Linked DNA regions of Zea mays: region 1 is linked to region 2. The links are chromatin contacts, called in public Hi-C maps. All regions are on one chromosome and are shown on one strand. Each heading gives the region's core, a stretch centred on a gene start, on an enhancer-like site or on the middle of the called end of the contact. The rest is flanking DNA. Distances are from core to core; before and after follow the strand shown.

Region 1 (6,349 bases), core at 2,674-5,173, 590 kb after region 2:
CCAACAACAAACTCTAAATCATCCGCTATAATATAGCGTCTCTATGCACTGTTCAATCACGCACGCCAACTTCTTTCATTCTCTCGTACGCTTGATCGGAAGCTCTAGAGCCATCGTCGTGAAAGCGTAGGAGACGTCCGCCTCTGGTGGTGGTAGCCATGGCACCAGAACGTATAGCCGCATGACAGCTCGTCGAAGTCGTTGGAGCTCTCGACGATGCTGAGCTCGACGGTCTCGCCTCCTTCCCTGTCCCCGCCCCTGTCGTAACCACCGCCGAGCTACGCGTCCGAGCCATGGGTAGTACAACGCATACGGCGTGGTCGAGAGGGAGTAGCCGAGGGACGGCGGGAGGTCGGTGGCTAGGGACGACGTTGGCAAGGTGGACCTCATGATGCTTGTCGACAATGGCGACGTCATCTACCTCGCCGAGCTCCTGGTGTTCCTCAACTACCTCAGCATGGAAATCGTGGACGCTTGGCTAGTGCTGGAGGAAATGTTTGATTAAGCATTATAGTCGATAGACATGAACGACGTAATGTATTTTTTAAAAAAGTCGGATAACTTTTTCCTTGTAGAATCACGAGTAGTAATGTAGGGTACAAAATGTAATTATTTTAATTAGTTCCTAGTTCATTTTTGCTAGGAGGGATTTTTATTGTCTGGTACATTAGTTTCCTAAATAATATGTAATAATATTATTTTCACAAAATAATCAATATATGGTGCATAGCGTATTTTAATTCTGCGACATATGAATAGTTTTATTTAAGCAACCAATAAAAATCCAATTTGTATTGCCAAATGTGGCACAATGTAGATATAGAGAGGACTGAATTTAGAGAATATTGCTGGAGATAACGAAAATATATATAGAGTACATAATGTTTTAGAATGTGTTGTAAAGGACAGGGAATATTCTTTTAGGGTTAGTTTGGAAATCTTATTTTCCTAAGTGATTTTTATTTTCCTAACGCCCTATTTGGATCATTGGAATTGAATTCCATTCTAATAATAGTAATTTAGGCATATATCAATTAAGATAATTCGATTTTATATAAAATATATTTGTATATTATTATTAGCAAGATGTCGGAGATATTTATGTGCTACATTTTTACTATAGAGGAGTGAGACAAAGAGTGTCATGTAAGTTACAGAGTAGAAACAAATTCTACTAATGCATAAAATCATTTCTCATCTTCCACCCATGAATTTAAGTTAAGTTTATATCTGAATTTTGTAAAGTGGTGTAATGTCAAATTCTAAACTAAATAAATTAGTTTATTGAGTGAATTCTAATTCCTCTAAAAATGAAGGGATCCAAACGCCCCGTAAGAGAAATTAATTTATTTTCTCTTGTAAAAATTAGAATCTCTCGAGAAAACGGTGTTGCTAAACTAGACTTTAGAGAATAAATTTTAGAAGATGTTGCGGGAGACAGCCAAAAAGGACGGGAAAGATCTAGAGCATGCATTCATGCATCCATCGATCTGCAACTGCAACTATATATAACCGCGTGCGGCGGCAGCTTGCAATTGCATTGTGTTGAATCCTCATCGATCGTCAGCTAATATAATAGCATATATATACTCCGATCTCAGAATTGAAGCTCCGATCCATCCGTCGACCACCTATGGCTGCCGCTGCAGCTTTCTCCTCCACTTCCGTCGTCGCTGCTCTCGCGGTAAGTACTCTACAGAGCTAGGCAGCTAGCTGGTAGTAAGATCGACGAGACAGAGTCACTGAAGATATGTATGCAGGCGAGCGGCTTCCTCGGCAAGAAGCTCGTCACCAGCATCATCATCAGGAATAAGAAGAAGGGGTACGACTCCCTGCATGGCGCCACGACCACCATCAGAGTCAGAGCCATGGCGGTGAACAAGGAGACGGAGCAGGACAGGTGGAGGGGCCTGGCCTTGGACACCTCGGACGACCAGCAGGACATCACCAGGGGGAAGGGCCGCGTGGACCCGCTGTTCCAGGCGCCCATGGGGGACGGCACCCACGTCGCCGTGCTCAGCTCCTACGACTACATCAGCCAGGGGCTCAGGCACTACAGCTTGGACAACATGATGGATGGCTACTACATCGCTCCCGCGTTCATGGACAAGCTCGTTGTCCACATCGCCAAGAACTTCATGCCCCTGCCAAACATCAAGGTGCCCCTCATCCTGGGTATCTGGGGAGGCAAGGGCCAAGGGAAGTCCTTCCAATGTGAGCTTGTCTTGGCCAAGATGGGAATCAAGTAAGAATTATTAATATAATATATTAAGAAGCTACATGCATGCCTAGCATACGTACATACTGAATAGAAATTTAATAATACTTAGCCCCATCGTTATGAGCGCCGGCGAGCTGGAGAGCGGCAACGCCGGCGAGCCTGCGAAGCTGATCCGCCAGCGCTACCGCGAGGCGGCCGACATGATCAAGAAGGGCAAGATGTGCGTGCTGTTCATCAACGACCTGGACGCCGGCGCGGGGCGGATGGGCGGCACGACGCAGTACACGGTGAACAACCAGATGGTGAACGCGACGCTGATGAACATCGCCGACAACCCCACCAACGTGCAGCTCCCGGGGATGTACAACAAGGAGGAGAACCCCCGCGTGCCCATCATCGTCACGGGCAACGACTTCTCGACGCTGTATGCGCCGCTGATCCGCGACGGGCGCATGGACAAGTTCTACTGGGCTCCCACCCGCGAGGACCGCGTGGGCGTGTGCAAGGGCATCTTCCGCAGCGACGGCGTCCCCGACGAGGACGTGGTGAGGCTGGTGGACGCCTTCCCGGGCCAGTCCATCGACTTCTTCGGCGCCCTCCGCGCCAGGGTGTACGACGACGAGGTGCGGCGGTGGGTGGCCGAGACCGGCGTGGAGAACATCGCCAGGAGGCTCGTCAACTCCAAGGAGGGCCCGCCCACGTTCGAGCAGCCGAGGATGACGCTGGACAAGCTCATGGAGTACGGGCGCATGCTGGTGGAGGAGCAGGAGAACGTGAAGCGCGTGCAGCTGGCAGACAAGTACCTCAGCGAGGCGGCGCTGGGCGACGCAAACGACGACGACGACTTGTATGGCAAGGCGGCGCAGCATGTCCGCGTGCCCGTGCCGGAGGGGTGCACTGACCCCAAGGCCGGCAACTTCGACCCTACCGCCAGGAGCGACGACGGCAGCTGCGTGTACAACTAATATAATTGTCCAAACAATTTCTGTGGCACGTACTTAAGTTTGAGCCAGGATACAAACTTTGGCCGCTAATGGTTGCTGTCGCCGGTCAAGAGGGCGTTGGCTACTTGAGTTAGATTTTGGTTGTGTTTCATCCCCACGTACGTCCAGCAAAGAAAAATTGAAGCTAGTGCATGCATGGTTCGTCATCAAATGCATGGCCGGCCGGATACAAATTTGAACTGTAGCTATCGACGTACGCATGTATTAATTTATATCAGAGAAGACAAGGAACACAGATACATACATGTCGAAACAATCATTTTCTATGGCACTTGAGCTAGCTAGCATACAATTTTGTTTTAAATGAAATGAAACTGAAGACGATCGATCGAATTGAAGGTTGTGGTTCGTGAGCAATGCAATGCAGTTTCACAGAACGTTGCCAATGCAACAAGCCACCAAGAAAAGAGAAGTCTACTCGATCTTGCAATGATTAGGCTTGGATGATGCGTGGGGCCACGTACGTATGGACATCGAAGAACCCCATCCTCAGCGTGTGGCCTGAGGGTGATGGCAAAGCTGATCCACACATTGCGGCCCCCTTTCCCCCCTCAGAGACCCTGACCTCCCGAGCACAGCCAGCCACCGCGCAACGCCGGCCACCACCACCACCACCATACCTGCTAGCGCTAGCTCTCTTTATTTAACGCCGCCGTGTGCGTGCCTCGACGACCTCACTACTTTGAGCTGCAAGGTCCGAACTAAAAAGCACAAGAAATGGCGGCCGCCTTCTCCTCCACCGTCGGAGCTCCGGTGGGTGACCGCGCGTGTTAATTCCAAGCATCTGCTAGCTGCTCTGCTGCTAGTTCGGGATCTTCTTCTTCATGCATGCATTTCATGATCATATATGTATCTCCTTGAGACCTTCTTGACGGCATATATATGTATATGTACATGCATCATGCATCGACCGATCATCAGGCCTCCACCCCGACCAGGAGCAGCTTCCTCGGGAAGAAGCTCAACAAGCCGCAGGTGTCCGCGGCCGTGACCTACCATGGCAAGAGCTCCAGCAGCAACAGCAGGTTCAAGGCGATGGCTGCCAAGGAGGTGGACGAGACGAAGCAGACCGACGAGGACAGGTGGAAGGGCCTGGCCTACGACATCTCGGACGACCAGCAGGACATCACCAGGGGCAAGGGCCTCGTCGACAACCTCTTCCAGGCGCCTATGGGGGACGGCACCCACGTCGCCGTGCTCAGCTCCTACGACTACATCAGCCAGGGCCAAAAGTCTTACAACTTCGACAACATGATGGATGGCTTCTACATAGCCAAGGGCTTCATGGACAAGCTCGTCGTCCACCTCTCCAAGAACTTCATGACCCTGCCAAACATCAAGGTTCCCCTCATCCTGGGTATCTGGGGAGGCAAAGGCCAGGGAAAATCGTTCCAATGCGAGCTGGTCTTCGCCAAGATGGGCATCACGTACGTTAATTTATTTCGATTCGTCTATTATTATTGCCTTCGATAATATATACTAGCTAGTAGTAAATCATTCCAATGCATGCATGCATGCAGCCCCATCATGATGAGCGCCGGCGAGCTGGAGAGCGGCAACGCCGGAGAGCCCGCCAAGCTCATCAGGCAGCGCTACCGTGAGGCCTCCGACCTCATCAAGAAGGGCAAGATGTCCTGCCTCTTCATCAACGACCTCGACGCCGGCGCGGGTCGCATGGGCGGCACCACCCAGTACACGGTGAACAACCAGATGGTCAACGCCACCCTGATGAACATCGCCGACAACCCCACCAACGTGCAGCTCCCGGGGATGTACAACAAGGAGGACAACCCCCGCGTGCCCATCATCGTCACCGGCAACGACTTCTCCACGCTCTACGCGCCGCTCATCCGCGACGGCCGCATGGAGAAGTTCTACTGGGCGCCCACCCGCGAGGACCGCATCGGCGTCTGCAAGGGCATCTTCCGCACCGACGGCGTCGACGAGGAGCACGTCGTCCAGCTGGTCGACACCTTCCCTGGCCAGTCCATCGACTTCTTCGGCGCGCTGCGTGCCCGGGTCTACGACGACGAGGTCCGACGGTGGGTGAGCGAGACCGGCGTCGAGAACATCGCCAGGAAGCTCGTCAACTCCAAGGAGGGCCCGCCCACGTTCGAGCAGCCCAAGATAACGATCGAGAAGCTCTTGGAGTACGGACACATGCTGGTGGCGGAGCAGGAGAACGTCAAGCGTGTGCAGCTTGCTGACAAGTACCTCAACGAGGCTGCTCTTGGTGAAGCCAACGAGGACGCCATGAAGACTGGCTCCTTCTTCAAGTAGAAAGCAACTCTTTGCTATTGCTAGCTAGGCGCGAGGCCGGCATAGGATCGAGGAGGTGAATATATATATTACTTGGATAGTTTTGTAATATATATATATATATTACTGAACCAGGACATGCATACATATATTCGTCTATATAATGGATCATGTATATTTCATTTCAGGGCGCCACCAAAATGCATTGGAGCTAACGAACAGCGAGGGGCGATCATGGCAGCAGCTGCCACTACATCTTCTAAACTTGCCATTTTTATTATCCCTGATCCATGTATTACTCTTAATTTGTACGTACTACAATACGGGATCTGGCCAAGCGCGATATATAGCTGGGCATGCAAAGTTTTTGTCGATGTTTTTTTTTTGAAAGAAACAAGGTAGAAGGGCTAGCTGTGCTTGTTAAATTAAAAAGAAGGTGAGCCAAGACTAGCAGAACAAGGCTGTACAAAAAAAACTACACAAAGTGTGCCAAAGAAGAACTCTCAGTGTCGGCCTATATATCAAAATTGCCATATGTTTCACTCCTGCCATGATCCACACTCCGCTTTCATCTTTTATTTTCTGTATGTTGGGCTGTGTGTATGTGTTGGTGTTGGGCTTGGACCTTGTACTTAGGGGTGTTTGGTTCCTTCAGTCATATGTGTTTGCAACCTATATGAGTACCCTATCTGACGGAGTATCCCCGTGACACAACGAACATGTCTGGTGTCTTATGGACCTCTCCAAACACGATGTAGACCTCTACGAGTAATATATCCAGTGCCCCATTATGTGCTACTTCAATGCAATCCTGCGTGTCAAGTGTACTCTGATTTTCAGCCCTTTCTTCGGTACAGACGCTTCT
Region 2 (6,184 bases), core at 412-2,911:
CCGTTTGAGAGAGGGAAAGGGTTGAAAGAGACCCGGTATTTGTGACCACCTCAACGGGGAGTAGGTTTGAGAGAACCGAACCTCGGTAAAACAAATCCTTGTGTCTCACTTCTTTATTCGCTTGTGATTTGTTTTTGCTCCCTCTCTCGGACTTGCATTATATTTCTAACGCTAACCCGACTTGTAGTTGTGATTAACTTTGTAAATTTCAGTTTCGCCCTATTCACCCCCCCTCTAGGCGACTTTCAGTAGCTTCTTTTGATATAACATACCTTTTTATTTTTGTGCTTATAGCTTCCTAGCATTCTTATGCTTTTCTAGCAACATTGTCGAATGAAAACATTTTGTGCCTCTGATGTTGGCCTCGACGACACAAAAACATGTATTAAAACTACCACTGCAATTAGAATGGAGATGGAATACACTGATTGGTAAAGTGTCACATTACAAGAATATCTACCAACAAACAATTAACTCAAAATTTAAACTTCAACATCCAAGTGAGTCAGCCAATCTAGTTCACTACCATATCTGAGACACTGAAGATCCAAGGACTGGTGCGAATAACATCTGACATAATGAATCCAAACCTAGCCATTTTACCCTATTGAGTAGAGGTGTAGACAAATGACAAACAAATGCAAGGGTAGTCACTAACCCAATACCTTCTTCATATTCGCCCTCGAGAACTCCCATTTCATGGTCGACTTGTTCTCCGGCAAATCAAGGTGCTGCAAGATCAGGCAAACACAAGTGTAGCGGATCTGAGGAGTGCTCACGTACTTAAGAGCTATGGAGAAGGGCCTGGTGCTGAAGTTAGAGCCCCTAAAGGAGACGGTGGAGTAGCCTACGATAACGATCTATAAGCGAAACTTTCCACAAAGGAGATCGAACAATTATTTTTGGTAAATGGTGGGTGTAGGGTTTGGGCAGAGAAGAGGTCCGACCGAAGACGAATCGAGCGAGAGGTCGATGGCTTTCGATGCTATGTAAGGCCGAGGTGGCGTCGAGGCGCACTTCCGTTGGCATCATGGTGGTGTGGTCGGCTGGGGAGGCGACCAGATGTGGACCTCAGTGGTGATTTGGGGGAGGAGGAAGAAGGTGTGGTGGCCGTGGTCATAGAGGAGCATGTTGTCGTCATGGTTGTCGGAGCCGCAGGTGTCGTGGAGGAAGGTCGTGCCCCACGGCGAGGCGGGCTGGTGGAGCAATTCGAGCACGGACGACAATTGCGAGGTGGGGAGACAATCAGACAAGGACAGCGTGGAAGGGATGGGAGCTGGACACAGTGTGGGGTATGAGAGCTGGACACGAGCTAGCTCAAAGCTCAGTTTAAGGACGAGTTCGCATCTGTGCCTTCGGCACAGCCGGAGCGCGTCGTACGGAGAGCGCTCGAAATCGGGTGAGGTTTTAATAAAGAAGATAGCCCATGTCTGCTTAGGGCCTGTTCGCTTTCCTCTCAGTCCATGTGGATTGAGTGTGATTGGATGTGTTTAAATTCCAAATAAGTCATAATTTTTCATAATTTTTTTAATACCAGCCAATCCATATGTTAGGAATAACCGAACCAGGCTTATTTGAAACACACTTTTTTTGGTTGATTTTGTGGTAACGAAATTTGAAAAGAAAGCATATAGACTGATGAGACGCACGGATTCATGACTAGATTGGAATCCAATTCCAGGGCTACACATGCATCCATGGAATTCATGACTTGCACGCATGTGGCGGCGAGGCAAGTGGCAACGTGAGCGGCGGTACGGCACAAGGCCACGACAGGCCAAAAGAGAGGAGACGGAGCAATGGAATTGGAAGGCCACGAGAGGAGTCTGAGCTCGCCGCTTTAGCGAGCGCAAGCAGAGCCTGCCAAAAGGCTAGAGAAAAAAAAATCCGCCTTCTCCTCCCAGTCGCAGGCCAGGCTCAGCCTCCCCTCTCCCCTCCTCGGCATCTTCGCCGCCGGCGATCTATCTCTCTCACAATGGCGGCGCCCATGTCAGCCATCGACTCAGCGTGGCAGGTACCCCCACCTACTATTCCCCCTCCCTCTCTCTCTCTCTCTCTCTCTCTCTCTCTCTCTCTCTCTCTCTCTCTCTCTCTGCCAATCAATCTCTGCTCCGCTCTCTTCTCTCCCTCCTCATCCCCAGATCTCTGTCTCTCACTGCTGTTCCTCGCCGGGGGAAACGTAACGGGAAAACACAAATGAATGCAGCTCCTGATCGCCAACTTCACCGAGTTCCAGCTCGCCACCGTCGTCACCTTCCTGCTCCACGAGACCGTCTTCTTCCTCTCCGGCCTCCCCTCCCTCCTCTTCGAGCGCTTCGGACTCTTCGCCAAGTACAAGATCCAGGTACCCCCATCCCCATGCTTCTTTTTTTTCTTGTCCTTTTCCTTTTGAGCCAGTGCCCACTGCCGCTGCTAATCTGAAAGAGTAACATGCCCGATTTGATCCATTCACCTCTCGGCCCGTCAATTGTCTGTCAGTCGCCCAGCCTGCGTCCATTAATGGATGGATCTTCTTGTCTCCTCAAATCATATACTAGTAGGAATCAAAAGGTTACACAACTTCGCTCGGAAAGAGTAGGAGTAGGAGGAACAAACAGCAAATAAATGGGACGATAGGGCTCCCAGACTGGGCAAATCGAGGTGACACTTTCCTCTTCCGCTTAACCCACCCACCGTGGAGGAGGATCCAGTGATAACTGTTTTCGCTACCCACTGTGACCACATAAAGACATGGAAAGATGAACATAGAGTCGCCGTCCTTTCCCTTTCAGTTTCCCTTTTTCCCCACAGAAGGGAGAACGGAAATCGGGAGAATTCGTTCCCATTGTCCACGTCTTCGCGATTAACATGTACATTTTTACAGGGAACTGTTGAATATTTGATCTTTACAGCGCTCACCTTGCAATAGTATTGTTTCAGCTGTTCGCACCATGCCATATTAATATTCAGTTAATCTTTTCTATCCAGATCTTATCTAACTTTCTTTAGAATTGAAATTGAGTTGTTCCATAAGAAAACATAGCTACGACCAAGGGTTTGGCTAAATTGGAGATTCAGTGATATTTTGTTCCACTAGATATTCTGGTTCTTTCATCGGATTGCAATGCCTAGATTCCCATGTGAAGCAGAACATGCATGCTATTAATTCTGTTCCAAGCTCCTAGTGCCCATAAACAAATAATGGTTGACCCTTGTTAGGAATGGCTGCCATGTGAGGCATTAGACAGGGATAAGTGGGTAACTTCACCTATAAAAGGAGAGCTGTACCGGCTGTGGGGGCATCGAAGAATCATTTTACAACAGAAATCTCTACTTCCCGTTATTGTTCATCTTCTCCCTCTCATTCCCTCTCTTGTTCTCAGATCCTCTCTCTTTCCAGTTCCTTCTAGAATATGTTGGTTGCTGCTACTCTGAAATTGTCCCGAATCATATGATCGGTGATACTTTTGCTGTTGGTTCGAACTCGTGAGATTAGTGTTGCTAACATTTGATTCTGGACAATTTCAGAGTAGCAGCAACCAACGCATTCTAGAAGCAGAACATGCATGCTATTAGTTCTGGTCAATTTCAGTGATATTTTGTTCCATTAGATATTCTGGTTCTTTCATCCGATTGCAATGCCTAGATTCCCATGTGAAGCAGAACATGCATGCTATTAATTCTGTTCCAAGCTCCTAGTGCCTATAAACAAAGAATGGTTGATCCTTTCATCTATGTGCGGTAGGCTTATCTTGGTACAATATCTGGTTCCCTTAACACAAAAAAATGTGTGCATTTTTTGTTTACAGAAGAAGAGCAACACCTCTGCTTACCAAAACAGATGTGTCTTGCGCCTCATTCTCTACCATGTATGTGTGAACCTGCCTGTCATGATTTTCTCGTATCCTGCCTTCAAATTCATGGGTCTCAGGAGCTCTCTTCCTTTGCCACATTGGTATGCACTCACTTCTCTCCTCCTATGTAAAGGAGCTATTAAGTTACGTTATTACTAGTATTCTTCTCGTCTCACTATCTCAGCACACCAACACCTTTTTTGCAGGTCGGTTGTTGTATCTCAAGTTCTTTTCTACTTTGTCCTTGAGGATTTTATATTCTATTGGGGGCACAGGGCATTGCATACGAAATGGCTATACAAACACGTTCACAGCGTCCACCATGAGTAAGTGATACTGCTTCACTACATCTCGCTTTACATGTTGCAACACTTTCTAGTCAATGACAGAATGAATCCTTGCAGGTACGCCACACCCTTTGGTTTAACATCGGAATATGCCCACCCAGCTGAAATTTTGTTCCTGGGATTCGCCACAGTTGTTGGTCCTGCTCTTACTGGCCCTCATCTCTTCACCCTGTGGCTGTGGATGGTGTTGAGGGTTTTGGAGACAGTTGAAGCTCACAGCGGCTATCACTTCCCATGGAGCCCATCAAATTTCCTGCCGCTGTATGGCGGGTAAGTAAGCTAGATCATTGTTTTCCTTCCCCCCCCTTAAAAGAGATTGTGCTTGTTTATTTGAAGCTGAACGTCTGGCCATTTGCTGAGCTTTTGTCATGGTGAATAGCTCGGACTTCCATGACTACCATCACCGTGTGCTGTACACAAAGTCAGGGAACTATGCCTCAACATTTGTTTACATGGACTGGTAAGGATCCGTGGCATGACTGTGTTGAGCTGTGCAGGGGCTCTGAAGTCTGAACTCATTGGTCGTGTTTCAGGTTGTTCGGCACGGACAAGGATTATCGCAAGGCAAAGACCATTGAGGAGAAAGAAGGGAAAAATCTGTAGATTGTGGAAGCTGCTCAGCAAGACTGGCGATAGAGTTTCACTCATGGAAGGAGATATGGATGCACCCTAGAAACAGTCAGTTTATCTCCTGACCATCGATACTATAGGTTGAGATATTGATTTCCTGTGTTTGCTATGATCAAGAATGAGGCCCTGGTGGCCCTGGTCTGTCATGAACTGAATTTGATGATTTGTCATCTCCTCCTGGTGGTTTGCTTTGCGTTTCTTTCGTGACTCGACGGGATGTATACATATGGAATGGCCTGGCAGCAGTAATAACCATCTGAATTGAGTCGTCAGCGATGGTGGGGGTAGCTTTGCACCCTAGAAACTTTCCTCTGCACGCTTGTGTATTTTGTTGGTAATCGATTCCGGAATTGCATTGTTCCTCGTACACGCGCACACAATTGATCTGCAGTGACTGTTCAATTCGCAAGCTGGAGTAGCAACAGAGGTTGCAATCCATTCACAGTTTGGCGGCAACGGTTCGTCCGCCATCGATGCAGATGACCTGGCCAGTAATGTAGGAGGCGGCGGGCATGCAGAGGAAGGCGACGAGCGCGGCCACCTCCTGTGGCGTGCCAAAGCGGCGCATGGGCACCCGCGACATCTCCATCTCCGCCAGCCTCCGTGCCCTGCTGGCGTCGCCCAGCGTCGTGCCAGAGATGCCTGTACTGTCGATGACCCCTGGCGCGACGCAGTTGACGCGGACGCCGTGCGGCGCCCACTCGGCAGCGAGGCTCCTGGTGAGCGGCTGCAGAGCGCCCTTGCTGACCGAGTAGGCGGACAGCGCCGGGTACGCGACGAAGGCCGCCACGGAGGACATGTGCACCACCACGGCGCCGCCCGCCCGCCGGAGGAGCGGGTGGGCGAGGCGGCTGAGGTGGAAGCACGAGTCCAGGTTGGTGGCCATGAGGTGGGCGTAGTCGTCGGGCGTGGTGGCCGCCGCCGGCCTGTACAGGGACCCGCCGGCGTTGTTGACGAGGATGTGGAGGCTGCCGTGGAAGATGTCGCGCACGGTGGCCACCAGGCTCTCCCTGTCGCGCTCCGAGGACACATCACAGACGGAGGTGGTGATCACGTCGCCGGCTTGGACTAGGCCCTTGTCGGCCCAGCGGCGCCGGCATGCGTCCAGGTCTCCGGCAGTGCGGGAGCAGGTGTGCACCCTGGCGCCAAGGCTCGCCAGCTCCTCCACGATCGCAAGCCTGCATCATATATATGCATGCATCGATCGACATGAGCATGAACTCGATATGCATAGATGATTGACACGCACGTATAGTACTACTACTACCCGATCCCTTTGGTTCCTCCGGTGACTAGTGCCGTCTTTCCTGCCAGGCTCCACCGCTGCCTCGCCTCCTCATTCTGTCTGCCGCCGCCGCTGCCTGATCCAGTCGC

The links. Hi-C and Micro-C count contacts between places; a contact is called where the count stands out from the background.
Region 1: a Hi-C map of ear shows a contact between it and region 2, with 3 times the contacts expected there. The contact joins the promoter of LOC541712 here to the promoter of LOC542766 in region 2. A contact is called at or near these places in 2 of 25 Hi-C or Micro-C datasets (ear and tassel).

Annotation. Positions count from the first base shown.
Region 1 is chr4:1,221,706-1,228,054 of Zm-B73-REFERENCE-NAM-5.0, forward strand. LOC541712 (RUBISCO activase 1) reads left to right here and starts at 3,924. Exons shown (of 3, transcript NM_001111451.2): 1 at 3,924-3,978; 2 at 4,147-4,652; 3 at 4,746-5,588. The coding sequence starts at 3,943. The coding sequence ends at 5,505. It overlaps LOC100382265 (RUBISCO activase1), which reads left to right and starts at 1,567. Exons shown (of 3, transcript NM_001175017.1): 1 at 1,567-1,684; 2 at 1,761-2,245; 3 at 2,331-3,288. The coding sequence starts at 1,634. The coding sequence ends at 3,186.
Region 2 is chr4:635,711-641,894 of Zm-B73-REFERENCE-NAM-5.0, forward strand. LOC542766 (c-4 methylsterol oxidase) reads left to right here and starts at 1,662. Exons shown (of 7, transcript NM_001279592.2): 1 at 1,662-2,014; 2 at 2,207-2,344; 3 at 3,789-3,934; 4 at 4,040-4,159; 5 at 4,238-4,450; 6 at 4,560-4,640; 7 at 4,714-5,082. The coding sequence starts at 1,976. The coding sequence ends at 4,783. LOC103655008 (tropinone reductase homolog At5g06060) reads right to left here. Exons shown (of 2, transcript XM_008681830.2): 1 at 6,078-6,184; 2 at 4,783-5,988. The coding sequence ends at 5,250.